2 separate regions of the Gasterosteus aculeatus genome follow, and region 2 is linked to region 1. A link is a contact called in public Hi-C data. All regions are on one chromosome and are shown on one strand. Each heading gives the region's core, a stretch centred on a gene start, on an enhancer-like site or on the middle of the called end of the contact. The rest is flanking DNA. Distances are from core to core; before and after follow the strand shown. Region 1 holds the start of LOC120828873 (dual specificity protein phosphatase 7). Region 2 overlaps LOC120828875 (transcription cofactor vestigial-like protein 4).

Region 1 (4,831 bases), core at 699-3,198:
TGACTCTTGTATGTTCACTTTTTAACACGTATTGATTATGAATGCACTAAGCCAAATTTTTCTGAATGCATATATTTGTACCTTGCTTTGTCCTAATTTAAAGAACGTAAATGAATTCCTTTTAGAAAAAGAAAATGCACAGAGTTTGAACTAACAGACTCGTGTTGGTTTCAGAGCAGGAGGTGTTCTGGTAGGATTAGTAGTAGTAGTAGTAGTACTGGCAGTATTTATATTCACTTTCTGAGTCTTGTTTCACTTATTTGCTAATAGTGTGCACATTATGCGCTACGTAATCAGTGCAACCCTACTTGTACAGTAGGAGAACCTTCACTACATGGAATGTCCCTGGAGGAACGATCATCTCTCCTATCAGTTCTAAGATGTTGTGGAGTGAGGCACTGGTTCCTTCTGCAGACTTACATCTCAGAGAGAAGGAGATGGAGAAGCATGTGGTTTAGGTGGCGCAGTATATATTATTTACGCTTACTTCAAAAGTCATTATCGTATAGCTCTAACCTAAATAGCATACAAAAAGAAAAGTTATTTAGATATTTTGCTATCCTCGAAAATCAGAGTGAAGGCAGATGTGGGGGCGTCCTGTAACAAATTAAATGCATTTCTTGGCATTCCTGATTTTCACCACACGGGGGCGTTCTGGTTCTTTTAAGGGGGTAGAGGGGCTGTGAGCGCCCCCCCCCCCCCCCCCACCTCCCACCCCCCCCCCCCCTGCGAATGAGTCATAGCTGGTGCAGCAGCTTTCAAAGCAAAACCACTAGATGGTATCAATAGAGGACAGGATATTGTGTTTCCCGTCTACGCAGCGAGGAAAATCATGTTGGATGTAATAAAAAATAATAAAAGGATTGGTGGGATGTATCCGCGGAGAAATCTCTAGTAGTTATTTTATGTCGATTCACCGAGAAGATAGAATATGAATGTACGTATTGGTGTTAGACATCTTCTTTCTTCTGTGTTTGAACATCGATGAAACATCAATGGGGAGGAAGTTCTCCCTCCCGCCCGTCTCATCACCGGCGCCTGAACATCTGCCGGTAAAAAAAAGGCCCTGGAAGCAGAACGAGACGCTGCAAAACCATGCGGGGTGTTCTCCCTGTGGGTGAATCACCCTTAAATCACGTTTGGAGCACTTTATGTAACCAGACTCTACAGGTGGGAGTGGAGCAGTCACGTGACCGCCACTATCGCGCAGGGGGATGTCATTATGCATCAAAGCCCCCCCCCCCCTCACGAGCAACATCCACGAAGTCGATTTGGATCTCACCATCTCGAGAAACACAACGCAGCATAATGCGCTTCTTGCATTTGACAAACAAGGTCAAGCTTCCGCCTGAAATAACTCCTTCACGTGCAGTGAATCCGGTAAATCTAGATGAAAGATTCCAGAAGAGGGTGTTGTTGGCGAGAACACATTTCCTTCATCCGTTCACGGCTCGGTTCCTTATTGCATCTGTGGGCAGGTCCAATGTCTCTTTATGAATGAGTGTGTATGTGGAAGAGAGAGAGAGAGGCGGGGACGTGTTGTGGGACAGGCACTCGTCCACAGACACACCGTGTGAAAAGGTGTCCCCTTACACGGATGATGAATGAATGAACAGGCGTATAGCGTAATAGTGTATTGTGTGGGTCATGTGTAATGAACTACAACTGTACATGTATGCAGGTATACCGTTATGTAATCTGGCCATGGTAAAAAAAAAAAAAGTATGAATAAAATCACCGGAGCACTTCAGAGGGACTTGGTTTAACAACGCAATAATAACACATATCGTGTGTAATAATTAATAATTACACCTGATTTGATCAACGCTCTGAAATCCAATAAGCAGACTGTCACGCACATTGAAACCAGGGGAAATGATGCCAGATTACCATCGCGACATTTGAACGACCAATTAAAAATAAAAAGTTACGCGGGTCACGTGGTCGCATTGAAGCGAGCGGTTCCATTGAGAACCGCCCGCCGCCGAACTCCGCCGCGCGACAGTTCCGCTGTGGCTTTAAATCACAAGGAACAAACTCCGCCCCCCTCGAGCTGCTGCTCCGCTGTCAACTTGGAGAAAGAAGGAGTCCCGCGCGTCGGAATGGTGAGACGGGAGCGCGCGCCGAGGAGCCGCGCACGACGCGGAGCGGACTGGAAGTTGACGAAGAAGGTCCGCGGCTTTTGAACACTCGGGTCCGACCCCCCCCCCCCCCCCCCGCCCCCACCTCCTCCCGCTGTGGGTCCCGGTGGAAGGAGGTCTTCCGTTAAGCCCCACCGGGGGGGCCGCGCGGGCTCTCCGACCGATGGAAACAGAGCAGAGGGAGCAAGAAAAAAAAAGAAAAAGGGGGGAATCTCTTCGCTCCGGCAGAAGCGCCGGCGAGGCGACATCTGACGCGTCTTTTATTACTTAACGTGATATACGAAATGTAGTCCGGACATGTAGTAAGCGCGTGTGTGTGTGTGTTTTTTGTGTGCTTTTAACGCGTGCGTGTTAGCATGATATTGAGTCCGACATGTCTGACGTGACGCCGAGTAAAAGCGTGGAATGGCTGCAGCGGGAGTTGGAGTCCGGAGCCGCGTCTCTGCTGCTGCTGGACTGCCGCTCGCACGAACTCTACGAGTCGTCCCACGTAGAGACCGCCATCAACCTGGCCATACCGGGGCTGATGCTCCGCAGGTTCAAGAAGGGCAACATCCCGATCCGGACCATCATCCCCAACCACGAGGACAAGGAGAAGTTCGTGAGGCGCTGCAAGACGGACACGGTGCTGCTGTACGACGAGAGCACCGCGGGCTGCCAGGACGGCGGCGCCCCGGCGTCGGTTCTGGGTCTGCTGCTTCAGAAGCTGTGGGAGGACGGCTGTAAGGCGTTTTACCTGGAAGGTGACGTAGTGTTTGCTTCTTCTTTTTTTTTTTAAATCAACCCCCCGTTTTTAGGCGTGAAGGAAAAAAAAAAAAAAGGCGTGCGACGTCAAGTCGGCTGCTGTGGAGTTTAGAACGTCAGAAGTTAAGTGACGTCGCGCGAACTGTTCGCCCGTGCTCACTCGCGAACGGCGAGCTAGCTTAGCTTAGCATCTCCATGCGCGGTATTCGACGGCTCGCGAGTCAAGCCCGTTCTTTCTCTCTTTCTTTTTTTTTTAACGGGAAGACGTTGCGAACGTTAGAACAAGCACCGACATTTGAATCCCAACGGCGGCCGCGATTTATTTCCTTTTTCCTTTTTTTTTTTAATTTTTTTAAAATCTCGATTATTGATTTCTGATTATGGACGCGACGGACGTCACTTCAGCGCCCAGCGGTCGCCCGCGGATCGAAGGCTCTTCCGAAGTTTGTGTCCCGGAGATTCTCAATTAAAATTCCAAAATGGCCGCGCCATGTTTTGCTCCAGCAGGAGCGGGCACGCATTTCATGAATGGTTTCTTTTTAGGGGAGGGCGGGTGAGAGAGGGGGAGAGAAGGGGTTTGTGTGTGTGTGTGTGTGTGTGTGTGGGCTTGACAGCTCCGCTTCCCCAACCGCCTTTTTTGTTGTCCTGTGTAAACACAAATAGGAACAAGAACCCAGAAGTGTGTCAGTTTCATTTTTAAGCAACAACAAAGCCATGACGTCGCTGTGTCTTCTGTTACCTGGCGCTCAGGTGGATTCGTGAAGTTTCACACCGAGTACCCGGAGCACTGCGAGACCCTCCTGGACAGCTCGTGCCCCAGCTCCTCCCCGCCGCTCTCCGTCCTGGGCTTCGGGAACCTCCGGATCAGCTCGGACTGCTCGGACGGGGAGTCCGACCGGGAGCCCAGCAGCGCCACGGAGTCCGAGGAGAGCCCCGTCCCCGGCAACCAGCCGGCCTTCCCCGTCCAGATCCTGCCCTACCTTTACCTGGGCTGCGCCAAAGACTCCACCAACCTGGACGTGCTGTGCCAGTACAACATCCAGTACATCCTGAACGTCACGCCCAACCTGCCCAACGCGTTCGAGCACGACGGCCACTTCCGGTACAAAAAGATCCCCATTTCGGACCACTGGAGCCAGAACCTGTCCCAGTTCTTCCCCGAGGCCATATCATTTATAGGTGAGTGGCTCAATAACCGCTGAACTTAAAGCAGACGCTTGTGTGTGTTTAGATGTTGTTGTTGGTTTGTGTAAATGAGGTCACTGCTTTCTAATTGCGTTTAACAACAAGGCCGAGCCTCTGAATCATTTAGTGGTAATGATTGTCTCCGTACGCTGGTTTTGTGAATGGATTCGTGGGGGAGTTTTTTTCCATTATTGTCGAATGGCGGTTCCCTTCCTCGCCGCCATCAGCTGTCGCGCGGCGATATCGCAGAGCAACGACACTTTAATCTTGAAACTCTTCCTGCGCTGCTGCCCGCCGGGTCCGTGAGGTTCCTGAACGGTTTCTCTTTTGGACAAGGAAGGGAATGTTGTCTCTTCTCTCTGTGTTGGTGTTTGGTGCCAGTTCACAAGTTGACTTGTGAGTGATTTTACCGCTGCGCTCCGGCTGCAGGAGGCCCCTCCAGGCATCGTGCGTAATAATAAAAGAGTTCCCTTGGTCTTGCAGATGAAGCTCGGTCCAAGCACTGCGGCATCCTGGTCCACTGCCTGGCCGGCATCAGCCGCTCGGTCACGGTCACCGTGGCCTACCTGATGCAGAGGCTCAACCTCTCGCTCAACGACGCCTACGACTTCGTCAAGCGGAAGAAGTCCAACATTTCCCCCAACTTCAACTTCATGGGTCAGCTGCTGGACTTTGAGAGGACGCTGGGGCTGCGCAGTCCCTGCGACAACCGCTCCGCCAGCGAGGAGCAGCTCTTCTTCACCACGCCGACGAATCACAAC
Region 2 (4,831 bases), core at 1,383-3,882, 48 kb after region 1:
CGTTTTTTTCTTCTTCTTTTTTTTTCGTAATTGAATTTTCATTAAGGCCGTACCTGCCGCACGTGAGCACGTGTGGGGGGGGGGAAGCGTTTAGTCGCGCCGTGTGCCTTTGTAACAGTGACAATCACTCTGCAGAAAGGAGAATGTGCAGAGAAAACACCATTTGCACAATAATTATTTCATCCTAATTGCATCATTTCTTTTAGGGATGTTTTTCCTATTGTAAAGGAGGCCAGTCCAAGTAGCTAATGTGCATTGTTTTGAATATATTGTGTGGCTTTTTCTGTGAGGCGGCTCGAATCAATCCGCATTCAATGTGCATTCTTTTCTAACGTAGATAAACAGGACTTCCTCACTTCAAATGAAAGCGCATCCCAAATAAACAGGCGAGGGGTAACGATTCTTTTGCGCGTCTCGCCCATCTGGTTTTACCTGTTTTGTTTTAAGTGGTCCTCTGAAGATCCCCCCCCCCATGTGCTCTGTTTGGTTTTCAACATGAATGGCAATGCTGAAGCAGATAACAATCCAGCGCACTGTGCAAAGTCTGAACACAACAATGCGATGGTGGAAGAGAACAAGAAGAAGAAAAAAAAATATCAGCAAGGAGCAAATTTCTGTTTTTTCCCTGTGCTGGATTGTTCTCTTTGATCCGGAGTGCAGTGAAAGGAGGGCATTATGTAACGTCCTCAGCACACACATGGCCGACTGTGTGACTGCCAAACACACGGGGGGAGTGGAGTGGTGGTGGTGGGGTGATGTGGCAGAGGAAGAGGGGGGGGGGGGCTGAGGAAGGAGATCGGGCCATGAAAGGCAGCAGTAGACGGACTCGTCGCCGCGTTGGGTCGCTCCCTTTATAAAGGCCGCTCAGCCACGCAGCTGCCACGTAACGAGCCTGTTAATGAGACACGAGACTGCCCCTCAGTGACGGTCCAGACGTGCGTCTGCTGCTCAGCGCCCAAACCCCCGCCGTCTCAGAGAGGACACGGGGTCCCGATCTTGCAGGGGAAATGTTCTCCGCGTGGCTAACGAGGAATCAGCGTCATTTGTGCGCCCTAATTGGAAGCCACTCATTTCACTGGAAGGGAACAAGATGGCAGCGCAGTCATGCTATTGCGCAGCAGACCCCCCCCCCCCCCCCCCCGCCGCCTCCTTTTCCAATCAATCATTTACAAATGAATCAATAATATACAAGGGCGACGTGTAAGCCAACTGTATGGGCTGGCTGCGTTGAGCGCCATACGGGGGGGGCCAAACGCGCGCCCCGAGCAGGCCGCGGTTGGGGGGGAGCGTGCAACTCAAAGGAGAAATGTTCTAAAGCGACCCTGCCAAAACCGCGCACGCGACGCGATACGGCCTAATGAAGATACGTCCCAACTGACGGGAGGGGAGGACGTGGGGAAAAGGCGCAGAGCGATTGGTGGAGTGCGTCGGCGGTGGTGTGCGGCTGAAGGAAATGAGAGGGGGGGGGGGGGTGACGCTGAGATGGCCTGACAGGGTCTGTTTCTGTTCATTGCGAGACTGATATGCAGAGTGACCGTGTTGTCTTCCCTTCCCTCCGCAAAGGTTATGCCATTGCCAGCAGTCCACATGACACGATGCATGAGCCACGGTCGCTGGAGCCAAAAGACGCAAAGTCGGGTCCTTCTTAAGGTGCGCAACAAAAACCTCGGCCCACCCGATCCACTCCGCATCCCACAGTCATTTTATGGGTCAATCAGAGTCGGAACCCAACACCCCCCATGCACCCTTTTTCTGTTTACGACCTATAGTGAGGGTACGGATGCATTTTCTTCAGAAATGACGTGCTTGGTAATCGGGTGTGTTGGGCTGTCAGCTCAGGGTGCATGATCTTGCCAGCATGACTCAAGTCTGCCCGTGAGCTGCTTCCTGTGCATCTACTCCAGTATGATCTATTTTAGATTGTTTTGCCCAAGGATGCGTATGCGTGTGTGCATCCTCGCAGCAGAGAGCCACACATATAAGATGGGGGGAGGGGGTTTAGATAATGTCCAAATAATCTACAGGCAATCAGGCAAATTCCCCAGACGTTGTGCACTCGGGTAGGCTGCAGAGGGGTTGTGCGGCAAATGTGGAATTATGCAAAAGAAAGAACGAGATCTCTGTCGGCCCCTCTGTACGCGGGCAGCATGCGGGGGCAACGCGGGAGGCAACTTGTGTGACGCCACACGGGGCCGTTTGGCCCCCATAGTAAAATCACAACCGCCCCCTCCCTCTCCCCTTTCCGTCGGTTCGCCCCTGTTACGCACACCGGGAGCATTACGGTGCTCGGCTCGGCGTGCGCCTTGACCGTGTGTGCGCGCAGCGGGGTGCGGAGGGCACCCTGGCGGGGTGCGACTCCGAGGGGACCGGTCCTCCGTCGCCGGCGCATGATGTCGTGCTCCTTGTGGCCTTCACACACTTGTAGTGGGGGGGGGGCAAGCCGAATTTGCCGTGACCCTGATGTGTCATCTCGATTCAGAGACTAGTTTCGGGTTGGTCTGATACCCGATCGTTCCGAGCGATCGTGTTTGTGGCACAAATAAAATAAAAACATGCGGGTCTCCTCTCTATAATCCCGCAGGAGCGGGCTCCGCTGGAAAGGCGCGCGGCATTGTGGTTGGTGAATGGCTGGGTCTAATCTCGCGGAGGCAGTGGCCTTATTGGAGGGGTTTTGGAGCAGATTGGAGCCTGAGGGGTGAGAGCGGCAACGACCAAACAGAAGGAAAAGAGAGGAAAAAAGAAAGATATTTCTGTTTTAGGTTACGATTTTTGCGTTTTGATGCTCAATAAATTCAAATGATCAAAGTGGAGGTATACTCGTTCACATTTAGCCTCACGGATGTATGCAACTTAATACATCTTCAAAGACATTTAAATAAATAAATATAACGATAGGGCTGGAGTCTCGTGGAGGGAACATCTGCAGTGCATTGTGCTCTCAGCATGACGCCAATGTCTTCATACGTGCAAAGTACATTTCCACATCACCGACACACATGGAGGGAATGTTGCATCCGCGTCAATCTTCCCAGAGGGATGACGCTCATGTCTTTTGTTTCATCTCCAGGGACAAGGAGAATTTAGGGTTGGAGCCTGTAAAAGTGGTGCGACACTGCCCTCTGCTGGTCTGGAAAGGGAACGAACGAACCTACAGCCTGGTCCCACGCATCATCAGTCATGTTGCCCCAGCTCCATTGCAACATTAATGCAGAAGATGAATGATTGCTTGCAAAGATCGGGTCCCTAAAAAAGGCACCGGTTTTTACAATATGCCATTTTTCCAGCTTCCTAATTGAAAAAACAACCCTACTGTAATCACAGATACCGCTTGTTAACATGCTGATAAACAGAGTTATTACTGCTGATTGGAGTCCTCCAATTAGTGGAATCACTTCATTGTGGACTCAAGTATCTGCAACACTGAAATCATAGCAGATGTCTTTACCAACATAGCAGTGCCACGGTAGCGATAAGTGGAAAGAAAAACAACAATCTTATTGTGGGTCTGCTAAAATTAATTTCACTGGCATCTAATTCCCTGCCATCGTGCCCATAGATTAGCTTTTTCATTCACATTCATTTAAAGGTTTGCTTGAACCAGGATTAATAAGATCTTTCAAAAAGTGAATAATTGATTACCGCAAGCTGGATGCATGCAAATAATATTACAGAGTAGCGTTTTTTATTTGCCATTATGACAAAAAAAAGACACACACAATGAAAGGCGTTTCATTTATTTGGAAGAAATTGAGTACAAAACAGTGGCATTGTCTTCCAGAGAAATAAGGACAAAAGTGAACACTTTTTCTCTACGTGAATGACACCTGAAGCAGGACCTTTCTGAAAAACAGTCCTTGAGATACAAGTAGCCTAAATATAGCAATTAAATAACGATAGACTAATACCTCAAACACATCACTGACGAATCTGCTTGTGTCAAACGAGCAGATTCCACGATAATCCCTAAAATCCACTAAAGTTCACACTAAACAAAACTAAAGAGACTCTTTAAACCGTTAGTACAGAAGTCTTTGACGCTGCACCGAGAACGTCTTTGATCAAAAGACACATGTGTTCCTGCACTTATACATCATCTGACAACTGTGGGAAAATACCAAAGTTTTAGAAAGATTAACAAAAATAAAATGGTTTGACGATAATGAGCATCCATGCTGCATACGAGCAAACTATTCTGAATAGAAACAAAGGATCTATCTTCATTCCGCGCGGCGCAATGATAGTCAGTAAAGGAGTCAAATCTAAAGACACAACGGTGCATGTAACAATTTAAAGACTGTAGGATATTAATACAAATGTAGGCTCTCGTGGACCGTTAGTCGACAGAAAAAAAAAATCTCAATATTCAATACCACATCTCAATCAGTGATGACACGTAGCCTCTACTTATTGTAGCGTGACCTGTCAGAAGGGCGAGAAATGAATTTGAGCAGGACTCAACTGCACAAACTTTGTAGCCCGCTAACCCTTTTCTCCGTAACCAGAAGGACCATTTAGGCAGCTCGCACCATGACATCACCTCGTTTAAAAAAAACACAGGACCAACGCACTAGTGCTCGCTGAACTCAACCTAAGTGACCGCCAAGTGTCAGACAATCGCAGTGGAATGTTGACGCCTATTCGTGAAATGAGGACACCCGTATTTCAGGTGAGTTTCAATGTTATTTGTGAGATCAACTGCTCCGTCATTGAAGCAGCAGAGAAACAAGCCGTTGTTCTCGTTACGGAAGAAATAAAATCAAGTTAGAATTCTGTTTTGCCAAAAGCCAACATGAAAACAATCGACGCGTTCCGAATAAATAAACCACCGCTA

What was found. Hi-C and Micro-C count contacts between places; a contact is called where the count stands out from the background.
Region 2: a contact with region 1 is called in a Hi-C map of skeletal muscle, with 3 times the contacts expected there. The contact joins the enhancer-like site here to the promoter of LOC120828873 in region 1. A contact is called at or near these places in 4 of 6 Hi-C or Micro-C datasets (skeletal muscle, tail fin and whole body).

The regions. Positions count from the first base shown.
Region 1 is chr2:3,921,371-3,926,201 of fGasAcu3.hap1.1, forward strand. LOC120828873 (dual specificity protein phosphatase 7) reads left to right here and starts at 1,949. Exons shown (of 3, transcript XM_040192533.2): 1 at 1,949-2,884; 2 at 3,636-4,064; 3 at 4,554-4,831. The coding sequence starts at 2,515.
Region 2 is chr2:3,968,194-3,973,024 of fGasAcu3.hap1.1, forward strand. It overlaps LOC120828875 (transcription cofactor vestigial-like protein 4), which reads right to left. Exons shown (of 6, transcript XM_040192536.2): 6 at 3,719-4,831. Among protein-coding and RNA genes, the nearest start is that of LOC120828875, 6.8 kb to the right of the region's middle. Within about 2 kb of position 2,633, at least 2 of the 9 cell types and tissues checked have open chromatin away from gene starts, as enhancers often do.